Linked DNA regions of Mus musculus: all the other regions are linked to region 1. Evidence: chromatin contacts called from public ChIA-PET and promoter capture Hi-C data. All regions are on one chromosome and are shown on one strand. Each heading gives the region's core, a stretch centred on a gene start, on an enhancer-like site or on the middle of the called end of the contact. The rest is flanking DNA. Distances are from core to core; before and after follow the strand shown.

Evidence for each region. Promoter capture Hi-C pulls out the DNA fragments that hold promoters and counts their contacts. ChIA-PET counts read pairs in DNA pulled down with a chosen protein or histone mark.
Region 2: a promoter capture Hi-C map of neutrophils shows a contact between it and region 1, with 4 times the contacts expected there. The contact joins the promoter of Fbxo43 here to the enhancer-like site in region 1. A contact is called at or near these places in 10 of 39 promoter capture datasets (the 3T3-L1 cell line, 3T3-L1-derived adipocytes, embryonic stem cells and 6 more) and 3 of 115 datasets of contacts at active chromatin or transcription factors (bone marrow-derived macrophages, effector CD8 T cells and memory CD8 T cells).
Region 3: a contact with region 1 is called in an RNA polymerase II ChIA-PET map of effector CD8 T cells, with 6 read pairs. The contact joins two enhancer-like sites.
Region 4: an RNA polymerase II ChIA-PET map of effector CD8 T cells shows a contact between it and region 1, with 13 read pairs. The contact joins two enhancer-like sites. A contact is called at or near these places in 2 of 115 datasets of contacts at active chromatin or transcription factors (effector CD8 T cells and embryonic stem cells).

What each region holds. Positions count from the first base shown.
Region 1 is chr15:36,639,555-36,642,254 of GRCm38.p6, forward strand. No RefSeq gene overlaps it. Among named protein-coding and RNA genes, the nearest start is that of Pabpc1, 32 kb to the left of the region's middle. Within about 2 kb of position 1,362, at least 112 of the 459 cell types and tissues checked have an H3K27ac peak or open chromatin away from gene starts, as enhancers often do. A contact at or near this core is called in effector CD8 T cells, hematopoietic stem and progenitor cells, memory CD8 T cells and 1 more, where this site is marked.
Region 2 is chr15:36,163,610-36,166,309 of GRCm38.p6, forward strand. It overlaps Fbxo43 (F-box protein 43), which reads right to left and starts at 1,252. Exons shown (of 5, transcript NM_001081253.2): 1 at 861-1,252.
Region 3 is chr15:36,302,919-36,305,802 of GRCm38.p6, forward strand. No RefSeq gene overlaps it. Among named protein-coding and RNA genes, the nearest start is that of Gm41294, 15 kb to the right of the region's middle. Within about 2 kb of position 1,318, at least 58 of the 459 cell types and tissues checked have an H3K27ac peak or open chromatin away from gene starts, as enhancers often do. A contact at or near this core is called in effector CD8 T cells, where this site is marked.
Region 4 is chr15:36,213,400-36,216,235 of GRCm38.p6, forward strand. Spag1 (sperm associated antigen 1) reads left to right here. Exons shown (of 20, transcript NM_001359982.1): 14 at 2,768-2,836. Among named protein-coding and RNA genes, the nearest start is that of Gm41293, 3.7 kb to the left of the region's middle. Within about 2 kb of position 1,427, at least 84 of the 459 cell types and tissues checked have an H3K27ac peak or open chromatin away from gene starts, as enhancers often do. A contact at or near this core is called in effector CD8 T cells, where this site is marked.

The DNA.
Region 1 (2,700 bases), core at 112-2,611:
TGCTCATTCCCATTCTTGTCTACAAGAGTGGGCATTTTTATTTGCATTTTCTAAAGCTTAGTTCAAAAAACACATTAATCTCCACTTGTAAGCCTGGCCCTTTCCTGGTGAAAGACACAGGCAGACAACAGCTAACTGAAACCCGAAGTCTTAAGCATTGTATACATGGGTGCGGCTAAAATGCTGTGGGTGCCAGGAGGAAGGAGGAAGGATGGGATGGGGTTAGGAGCAAATGTCCGTGAGTTCTTCCCTTAGGCTAAGGACCCGGTGCATGGTGCATGGGCTTCCAGCAGCCGTACTACCTGGGCACCTGTGAGAAATGCAGAGTCCCAGGCTCCACCTCAGACCCGCTGATTCAGACTTTGCGTCTTGACAGGATGCTAAGGAACACTGGTCTAGGTGACCTGCAGATTTTATTTAGTTTACAACCCATTGAGGCAATAAGGACAGGAAGTGAAGAGACAAAATTCTCCACATGTCGTGGAGCTGGGATTTGAACTCAGGCCTGGTAAACTCCTGGGCTCCATTCATTTCTCTGTGCTTCTCTTTTCTACCCAGGGCTTTCTGGGAAGCACCGCAGCCGAGGGGACCCTTGAGCTGTGCTCGGGAGGTCCATGAAGAAGGAAGAGGACATGCTTGGCAGAGCCTCCAGAGCAAGTGCTTGGCACAGCTGCTCAACAGGGCCATGACCAGTGAGGAGAATAAGGGAGGCGAGAAAGCTGGAGTCAAACAGTAAAGAGCCTTGAACACCACACTAAGGAGCTTGAATTTCCCTGAGAGTGGACATTCCAGCCTGGCATGGAGCTGTGATCCTTCATGGACCAGGTCTGGTTCCTTGTACTCTCGGGCTGTGTTGTAGGCAGTCTCGCTAAGTGCACACTGAAGCAGACTTTGTGGTAAAACATTCTACTTAAAACTCAACACTTGTGAGCCAGCACAGAGGTTCATGACTGTAATCCCAGCATTTGGGAGGCTGGGAAGGTGGTCATGAGTTCAGGGTCAGTCTGGGCTATAGATCCAGCTTAGTTGGCCTGGACTCTTGTGAGGTCTAGTCATTAAAAGGAAAAGAAGGGTGAGGGAGAGACAGCAGAACAGAGCACGCTGGTGAGCCTCTGAAATCCTGCCACTTGGGAGGCTGAGGTGGCCATACGTTCCAGGCCAGCCTGGTCTATACAGCAAGCTCTATGCCAGCTAGGGCTATAGTAAAACTCAGTCTCAAAAGGCTGAGCAGAAGGAAAAAGAAAAATGGAAATGAAGAGGAGAAAGAGAAAAGAGAGAAACCATCACCTATAGGGAAAGAGGATGAATGTGGTTTTAACCAAGCCCCAGCCTTCTTCTCCGGAAGAGGTTACAGGGCTGACTGTCACAGATGCAGGCTGTCACAGCAGGGTGTGACCTTGGCTCTGTCAACAAGGAGGGAGTTAGACTATTTGCTGACTAACTGCTCACATCATAGCCAGGTCACCAAGACAGGGAAGCAGGCTGTACTCAGGGGTGGGCTTTCTCCCCTGAGCCCGGAAAGGCTGGCCTGTGGCCGGGGGCAGAGAAAAATCACATAGCTCCCCAGTTTGCCATTCCGGTGCCCAGTTTTCATCCAGATGTGCTGGTTGAGTTGAACTGTGCTAAGTGCTAAGAAGACCGGAAGCTTAGAGGTTTGGAAAGATGATTTCAATGGACCCGGGAAGCTTTATTTGGATATAAACCGCCTGTATCAGAGACTCCTGATAAGACCCAAGCAGATTTCACTCTTTCTCATATCGGTTTAAAGGGGCATGGTCATGAGCCACAGAAGGGAAATGGCCCCTTGAGGCTTGTTTCTCTATAGTCCTCTAAGGCAGCCGTCCTTAGTCAGAAGTCACTGTGCCGGCAGCATCAACACCTTCTGGAAACGCACCAGAAATGTAATTTTCAGATATCACCGACTCTGAAGCCAAATCAGAAACTCCATGGCTGGGGCCCAGCCACCAATTTGTGTTTCATTTAATTGTGTTGTTGTTATGTTTTGGCAGTTCTGAAACTGGGCTTCAGCAGGTAGCATAGGCTGGCCTCAAACTCTTCACAATCTCTATTGATGCCTCTTATGTTCTGAGTTCACAGGCATGCGCCGCCACATTGGGGTCCATCCACGCTTGTGTTTGGGTGACACATTTATGTTTGGGAAACACTGAACCAAGTATTCTGTCCTCATTTGTCTAAATTCAGGACCAGCCTGTGGCCAGGCAGAAAGGAGCAGTGACAGTACATGCCATTTCTTTCCAAGAAAGTTCTTGAAGTTGGAGCTTCACTTTCAAGAAGCTAGTTTTGCAGCTGTGGAGTCAAGAGGTTTATTACATAGCAGTGAGAAACCTTGGGAAATGTAATCTTCCTATAAGAGGTTCTGACTCCAGCTAAAATGTGGGATTCTATACCAACGAAAAATAAAGGCAATGTATTGACAGAGAGCTAACAGCCTCTGCCAGACTGAGGAGAGCTACAGTCAAGGTGCACGTGCCGGAGTAAGGGGCACATCCCAGAGGAAGGGGCACAGACCAGAGGAAGGGGCACAGGACAGAGGAAGGGGCACAGGACAGAGGAAGGGGCACAGACCAGAGGAAGGGGCACAGACCAGAGGAAGGGGCACAGACCAGAGGAAGGGGCACAGACCAGAGGAAGGGGCACAGACCAGAGGAAGGGGCACAGGACAGAGGAAGGGGCACAGAC
Region 2 (2,700 bases), core at 2-2,501, 480 kb before region 1:
ATGTCTCTATGGGCACTGTACTCATGCACATACACAGACATACATAATTAAAAATAAATCAGAAAAAAACCACTATGTTTTTTCTTTTTAACATTTATTTGTGGGTGACACACATGCAAACATAGCATGCCATAGAAGTCATTTCTCTCGTTCGGCCACATGGACTTAGACATGTATGGTATGTAAGTTAAATATGTAGTTTAAATATTACAAAATAACCTGCTACAAAAACCACAAGATCCGAGGCTCACTGCTATAAAGCAAAGTGATTTTTAAGCCTCTTCCGCTTTTGGGCAGTTTTGACTTCTGATCCCCTGTGCTTATGACTAACTTCTGCGCATGCCTGGTAGGACAAGATGATTAAGCTCTGCTTTCTACAAATTGCTCCAAATAGTAAGTTACAATGTTTCCTCTCATAAATCACTTTCTCCTGAAAAAATATTAATTCAATCAATTTGCGAAAGTTAGAGCATGTGCATTTACTGTATTGTATTGAATTTTATTCCATGTGAAATTTATTCTAAAAGTGACCTGTTCTGCCACTTCACCACTAGGTGCCTCACCAGCATAAGATTTGGGAAATGGAAGCTAAAAACCGTTGGGAATAAAGTAGGAGCCCTGATACACGCTCCCTACTTGGGAAAACCAGAGACTCTGTCGCTGCCTTCATCCTCATCTTGCTTATACACCAAAATGCCTGCTTCAAACTTTGAAAATTATTCATGCAACCACAGGCTGATGAATCAAACAAACCTTTTGATGGCAAAAAAAAAAAAAAGTTCTGATAAATCACTCAGAACTCCTATCTACAAAGACTTACGCAAAATAAAAAAAAATAAAAATAAAAAAAAAAGACTTACGCCCTATACAAGTCAGAAAACTGCTTCGTTAAACCGATGCTCTCATTAAAGTGGAATATCTTACCACCAGTCAACCTTGAGTTCTTAAGACATGTCAAAGTAAGGTAGGCTTCCAAACAACAAAGTCTGTCATCTTTGCCTTTAAAGTTCATGCCGAGGTACCACCACTTAAGAGAAAAACCTCAACAATTAACGGAGCCCGGAGCAGCGCCGGGACGGCTTCAGGAGGGGCAGCGGCTGGGAAGGTCAAGTCGCTCGGAATCTCTCCGCCCCGCAGCAGCCGCACTCTCCGGCCTCTCTCCAGCCAGTCTTGGACCTGGGGGAATCTCCCGACTAGAGACCAGAGATGCCCCCCCACCGGAGCTGCCGAGCCGTCTGCTGCGGGCGGGACTAACGGTCGTCACCCGGACGTGCGGGCGGGCGTGCGGGCGGGAGACGCCCCTGGGAGGAGGGCGGAGCGGCTGCGGGCCGGCGCACCTGGGCCGCGCCGCCCACCTGAGCCGGGAGCCTCGGCCGAGCCCGCCCCTGCCACCTTTCCCCGCCCAGGGCACCACCCTCCCCACCTTCCGTCTGAGCGCTCGCCCCGCCTCCCCGCCCTCATCCCTTCGCAGCTCCGCCCTGCTCCATCCAGCTCTCTGTTGGTCCCTGCATCACTGCGTGCGACCAGACTGGAGGGACGCATCGGTTAGAAAACCTGCAGTGCCAGGCATCATCCCTGGAAGTGTTTCGCCCGATGTACAAAGTCAAAGAATCCTATCAACAGCTTTGGATAGTAAAGGCGTAAATACAGCATAAGGACGGAGAGGTTGACTTCCTAACTATTTGATTTTGGGTTAAGAGAGTGGCAGTGGTCCCTGGGAGTCCACTTGAACTTGTTAGGTAGCCAAGACTGTCCTGGAACTCCTGATTTTCCTGCCTTCATCTTCCAATGGCTAGGATTACAGGAGTGCCCCAATAAACCCAGCAACACCCCCCAACTTTGGTTTTGGTTTTGTGTGTGTGTGTGTGTGTGTGTGTGTGTGTGTGTGTGTGTGTGTGTGTGTGTGTTTAAGACCGTGTCACATGAAGTCCAGGCTGGACTTGAACTCCCGATCCTCCTCATTCCACCTTCCAAGTTCTGGCGTGTGCCACCACACCTGGTTAATGATTTTTTTTAAAAATAGTTTATGATTTTGCCCTCGTTTCTACAGTGAACAAATATATAAATTTTGTGAATAGACAAAAAAGAAAAAAGTTGTGAGTCACACCTCTATAGTCTCTGCAGTCAGGAGGCAGAGGATCTCCATAGAGACCAGCCATGTCTACATACCAAGTTTCAGGTCAGCCTAAGCTACATAGCCACTGACCTGAAAAAAAAAAAAAAAAAACCAACAAAACAAAAGTTATGAATAAATGAGTGACTGTGTTTATTGGTTTCAGACATTCCTTTTTAGGGATCAGAAACAGCCAAGAACCTATCACACCAAATACATTTAAAGTCTTGGCTTTCATTCAGTGTTCCAAGAATGCACAGCCTGACCCCCATCGCCTGTCTAGCTGGTCTTCTCCGAGCAGAGACTCTTTTCTTCCTGGGACCACTGCAACAAGACATTCCACCTAGGCAGTGTTCAAAGTTTTATCTTCTCCAAATTGACACAGGTCTCAATCAGAACCTCAGCTGCCACCTTTAAGCTAGTAACAACCACTACCCTCTTCTCTGAGGATTCTCCTTAGCGTTGACAAATAGGCTTAAAATACCCAAACTCAAAAGTAAGCTCAAGCTACATGCTATTCATGCAAAGATGAACAGGGCACAGTTTCTTAATGAGGCTTGTTTATAAACAGGTGAGAGTGCCCTCAC
Region 3 (2,884 bases), core at 68-2,567, 340 kb before region 1:
GTGAGGCACCAATATAAGTGAACAATTCTCACAAGCTTGGGAGACCCAACCCCCCCCCCCCCCATGCCCAACAAACTGTGATCCTACAGTAAAATAGCTTAATTGAAGCAATTTTCTTGCTTTGGAAATGAAATACTCAACTTGTGTTCAGAGAGGACACATAGAAACAGGGAAATCTCCACCATTATCAGGATTATACAGAGTCTGGTAGTATATAACACATAGCTCCATTTTTATGCCAGAACAACAAATATGCCAAGGGCAGTAAACCTGAACCAACATTACAAATGTATCCAGTGAGCCCTTCACTAAGAACCAGGTACCTGTTCCTAAAGTTTCATTGGGATATTCTCTTTATTGAGTTGCATTTATTTATTTACGTGTGTGTGTGTGTGTGTGTGTGTGTGTGTGTGTGTGTGTGTGTGTAGGTCAAAGGACAACCTTTGGGACTGAACTCAGGTGCCCAGACCTGGCAGCGATCTCCTTTAGCAGCTGAATCACCTTGATAGCCTTCATGTGTTTTCTCAATTTGACAACCTGGATGGGTGCATGTATTATCATCCTCATTTTACTGCCAAGTGAATCAAATCACTAAGATATTTGCTAGCTGAAAAATGACAGCTAGACAATCCTATATTCCCCTTTGTTATTTAAAACAGACTTATTTCATGGTTTTTGGTTACATGTATGTGTCGGTGTGTAGGTGTGTGAATGTGAATGCAGGTGCCTGAGGAGATCGGAGGAGCTGGAGTTCCAGGAAGCCGTGAGCTGTCTGATGTGGTTGCTGAGAGTTGTGTGGTGTTGTTGTGAAGAGTCACCGTGTCCGGGCTTACAGTTTCAGAGGTTTAGTACACTATCATCATGGCGGGAAGTGTGGCAGCATGCAGGCAGACATGCAGCTGGAGAAGGAGCTGAGAGTTCTACATCTCGATCCTTGGACAGCAGAAGGAGACTGTGTACCACACTGGACCTAGCCTGAACACATATAAGACCCCAAAGCCCGCCCCCACAGTGACACACTTCCTCCAACAAGGCCACACCTCCTAATAGTGCCACTCCCTATGAACCAAGAATTCAAACAGGAGACTATGGAGGCCATTCCTATTCAAATCACCACCGAGGTTTTGTTTTGATGCACAGAGACAGCCAGTGGGGGTAGAACAATCATAATGATGCGAAACTAAATATTCTGAGGCTTAAAAGCTGTGGGGTAGAGATAGAGGTCACACACCCAGATTCCTTCAGTAGTGGGACTAGCAATCTAAAGAGAGGAGAGTGTGGGGACCGACAATGGGGCGTGGCAACAGCCCAGAGCTTTGCAAAGCTGCAGCAGAACACTATACAGGCTAGTTACAGAGCAGGTTGAAGTGGTCCTGTGAGCTGCTTATCTGCTTGATGGAAAGTGAATGAGGCAGCCGGCTGGGGGCAGACAGAGAACCTTTTGAAAGACACTGACAAGCCAGAAAGGAGAGGGCAGGGGAAGCTGAGGAACAAAACCAAACAGCTCCTAAGGTGAATCCTGCCGCTGAAATCCCGAGGTAACCTGGGGTTCCTGATGACATCGAGTCAGGAGGCTCTTCCTGCTGCGTGCTGAATTTGCTGGATTCCAGAAGGACCCGTGGAGCCTAGAGCCCCGTTTCAATCCGTGTTTATGGCTCCTTCCCTAATATTAGATGTAACTTGAGCTGTCCCTCAGAACCAAAAAAGCCTCAGGAAAACACTCTTAGAAGCGCAGACGTGGTAGTACACCCCTTCAGAATTACTATGCCCCTATTTATAGTTTTGATTTTCCCCTTTGTGCTAGGCTATCGACTGTCACTTTTGACTGCTATGGTATGCTGGTTTCTGCTGTCCACTCTTTGTAAAAGCTGCCCAGGGTCTTGGACACTAAGTCTGGAAGTTGATGGGAGCTCGATTTTTTTCGTTTTGTTTTGTTGTTTTTAAGTAAAGGTAAATAGGTAAAGTGGGAAGGCTGAATTTCCAGAGCATGTAAATTATCTCAATGCAGTTGTTATAAAAGTTAAATGAATGATAACAGATGTCTAGTGTCACGTGACAGTTAGCCTATAATATTTTGAAAATTCAGTCTGACAGCTCAGCCTCTAACCTTGTTTACTTTTTACTCTGGGCTCTAATCCAAGCCATGAATGACTTTTCCAAAGCATCCTTTGGTTCTGAGGAGTCAAATGCAGTGGAGCCAGCCCAAGTAATGGGGAGGAAATTCATGTTAAGAGATCAAACAACCTAAGGAGAGAAACTGCATGTGCTCAGACAGCTTGTCTGTCTTCTCCCCTTGCTTTCCTGATCTCTTGTTTCATTTCCCTCTTATAGATTATTCTATATCTCTGCAAAATGGTTTTTTTTTTTTGGGGCGTTGTTGTAGTTTATTTATGAGACAAGGTCTCATGCAGCCCAAGTTGGACTTAAAACTCTCCCTATAGTTAAGGGTGGCCTTGAACTTCTGATCCTCCTGACTCCAGCTCCTTGGTGATGGAATTGCAAGTGTGTACCAGTATACCTGGTTTATGCAGTGCTGGGGCTTCAACCCAAGGCTGCACACACATACTAACTAGGCAATAGTTTATCAACTGAGCTATACCCTTAGACTTGGGCTGTCACGTTTCTGAGTAGGTCAACTCTTCATACTATGCATAATCTTAGCCCAAATTCAACTCATGACCTTATATCTTCAATGTCAGCACTGCCCAATTCAGCCCTTGTGTATGAGACTATGTTTGCCCTGGTTTGGGTTGAGTGTCTGTCCCTGGTTAGATTAGTCAGTCAGGAAGCAGAGCAGGGAAAGGCTCTATTACTCAAGGAACCTGTCAGTCTGCAAGCAGGATGACCCAGAGAACTATTTGACAGGGATGAAGTGATGGACTGT
Region 4 (2,836 bases), core at 177-2,676, 430 kb before region 1:
AATAATCTTTGCATTCTGAGGAGTTCCATAGCTCTTTTTAACAGATAATTGGGATTATAAATCAAACTTTGGAAGGGAAGCCAGGAGTCATGTCTCACACTTGTAATCCCAGCAATTTGGAGATGGAGGCAGTGGGATTAGGAGCTGAAGGTTATCCTAAGCTTCAGAGTTTGAGGCCAGCATGGGCTCCATTAAATTCTGACTCAGAAAAACCAAACCAGACATTTTAAACTAGGGAAACCTTTTTACCTGTGAAGATATTGTTTATAGTATTTAATTTTTTAAGGAACTTAAACCATGTGTGTGTATGTGTGTGCCACATGTTTGTGCATGAGTATGCATGTGTGTGTCACATGTGTGTGCATGTGTAGCACATGTGAATGCCTGAAGATCTGGGGTTATGGGTGGTTGTGAGTTGCCTTCCGTGGGTGCTGGAATCAGGCCCAGGTCCTAACAGCTAAGCCATCTCTCCAGTCCAAGATCTGAAAACAATGTGTTTGTGTATGTGTGTGTCTGTGTATGGATGTCTAGTACCTAAGGAGGCCAGAAGAAGGTATCAGACCCCCTGGAGCTGGGGTAACAGGCGGTTGTGAAGCCTTCCTATGTGGGTGCTAAGAACTCTGGTCCTCTACAAGAACAGCAGTGGGTTTAGCCGCTGACTGACTCTCCAGTCTGAAGATAAACTTTTTTGTATCTCTGGAGAGGCAGTGTTTTCCAGAGGTTGTTTGCGCAATCACTCTTGGGAAGTTTGGGGGTATGCATGAGGCTCTGGGCCCCTCGTTCCTCAGCTTCTCCACATTTTAGTTTGCAGGCTCCATGTGAGATAAAGAAGCTATCATGCCTAAGCAAAACTGGGAGAAACAATGTTTTAAAAAGTGGAGATTTTTGCATAATTGTTTATCAGCCAAAAGAAAACAAACAAATAACAACAAGAAACACCCCAAACCACATCATACTTCTGTTGTCAGAAGAACTCTTGAAGTTGTTGGAAACATGGGCGCTCACAAGTGCACGCACACACACGTACGGACACACACACACACACACGTACGGACACACACGTACGGACACACACACGTACGGACACACACACACACACACACACACGTACGGACACACACACACACACACACGTACGGACACACACACACACACACACACGTACGGACACACACGTACGGACACACACACACACACGTACGGACACACACGTACGGACACACACACACACACACACACACACACACACACACACACACGTACGGACACACACACGCGTACGGACACACACACGTACGGACACACACACACACACACACACACACACACACACACGTACGGACAGCTTCCTATTTAGAGTATCTAGAGAGGCTAAAGTTGCCTAGTCATTCTCCGCCTCTGTGTGTTTTTGCCAACTTCTGACAGACTTGCCCACAGGAAACGCCTGAGGGTCACAGCCGGCTTCCTGGTGAGCTCTTTGATGCCCAACACCTGTCTGTGGTTGTGGTTGGAGACTGTTTTCTTCAATGGCATTTCCATTCGCAGGCTCACACTCATTTTCAAGATGTAGTCAAAGAATGAAAACCCTAACCCTTCATTTCCTATGTTAGGAAGTACTAAGAGTTTTGTGTCCCATTTTGTCAATTTAGATTCCAAGCTTGGGCCATCTTGATTGGCCCTGTGGTATCTTGAGCAATGAAAGCAGCCTGGGATGGAGGTGATGCAGGTGTGGCGGGGAACACCTCCACACTCTCTGGCCTCGCAGATAAAATTTATATGTAGTGATACTGAAAGTGCAAGATGAAAACTCATGACTCATAAACAGTTGTATGCTTAGTCCCAGGTTCTCTTCTGGTTTGTTGCTGATACCCTTTTTATAATCAATAGAAATGAACCATAGATAGTGTTAGAAAGTTGATAAAAAAAACCATGCAAGTTCTTGTGGTTTAGTAGTAAGGCACCTTGTTAAATATATGGATACGATTAAGAATGTGTGTGTATGTGTGTGGGCTGGAGAGATGGCTCAGTGGATAAGAGCACTGACTGCTCTTCCAAAGGTCCTGAGTTCAAATCCCAGCAACCACGTGATGGCTCACAACCACCCACAATGAGATCTGATGCCCTCTTTTGGTGTGTCTAAAGACAGCTACAGTGTACTTACATATAACAATAAATAAATCTTTAAAAAAAAAAAGAATGTGTGTGTGTTATGTGTGTGTCTGTGTCTCTGTGCGTGTGTTGTGTATGTGTGTGTTGCGTGTGTGTCTGTGTCTCTGTGTGTGTTATGTGTGTGTGTCTGTGTGTGTAGGCCAGCGCTCAGCATCTTCCACAGCCACTCCCCATTTTATTGTTTAAGACTAAGACATTCACTGACCTCGGAACTGCCAGCTTAAGGACCCCCTCAGACTGGCCAGTGAGCCCCAGCAAATCTGTCTCCACCTCTTAAGCTCGGCATAGCAGGCAGATATGTGTGCTTGCTTTTATGTGGTGCAGGGAGCCTCAGGTCCATTTCCTTAGCTGTGAGACTTTTATTTCTAAACTCACACCTCATTGTGGCCCGAAGACAGTAGAATGCTTTCTAGTCGGTGGGTTCAAGGACAATATGATAGCTGTTTAACTTTGGGTTTGTCTTTCTGATAGATTGCCAGGACCCCAGGGTGAAATATCAGGTGTGATGCATAGGGGTCCAGCACTGCAGTCTGCATTGCTAAATACAAATTAACGGATCCTTCTCAGGTAAATGACGCGTACTGTCTTGTCCTCTTAGGGCTCTGGAACTTCATCCGTTCTCAGTGAAGCCTCTTCTGCGGCGAGCAATGGCCTATGAGACCTTAGA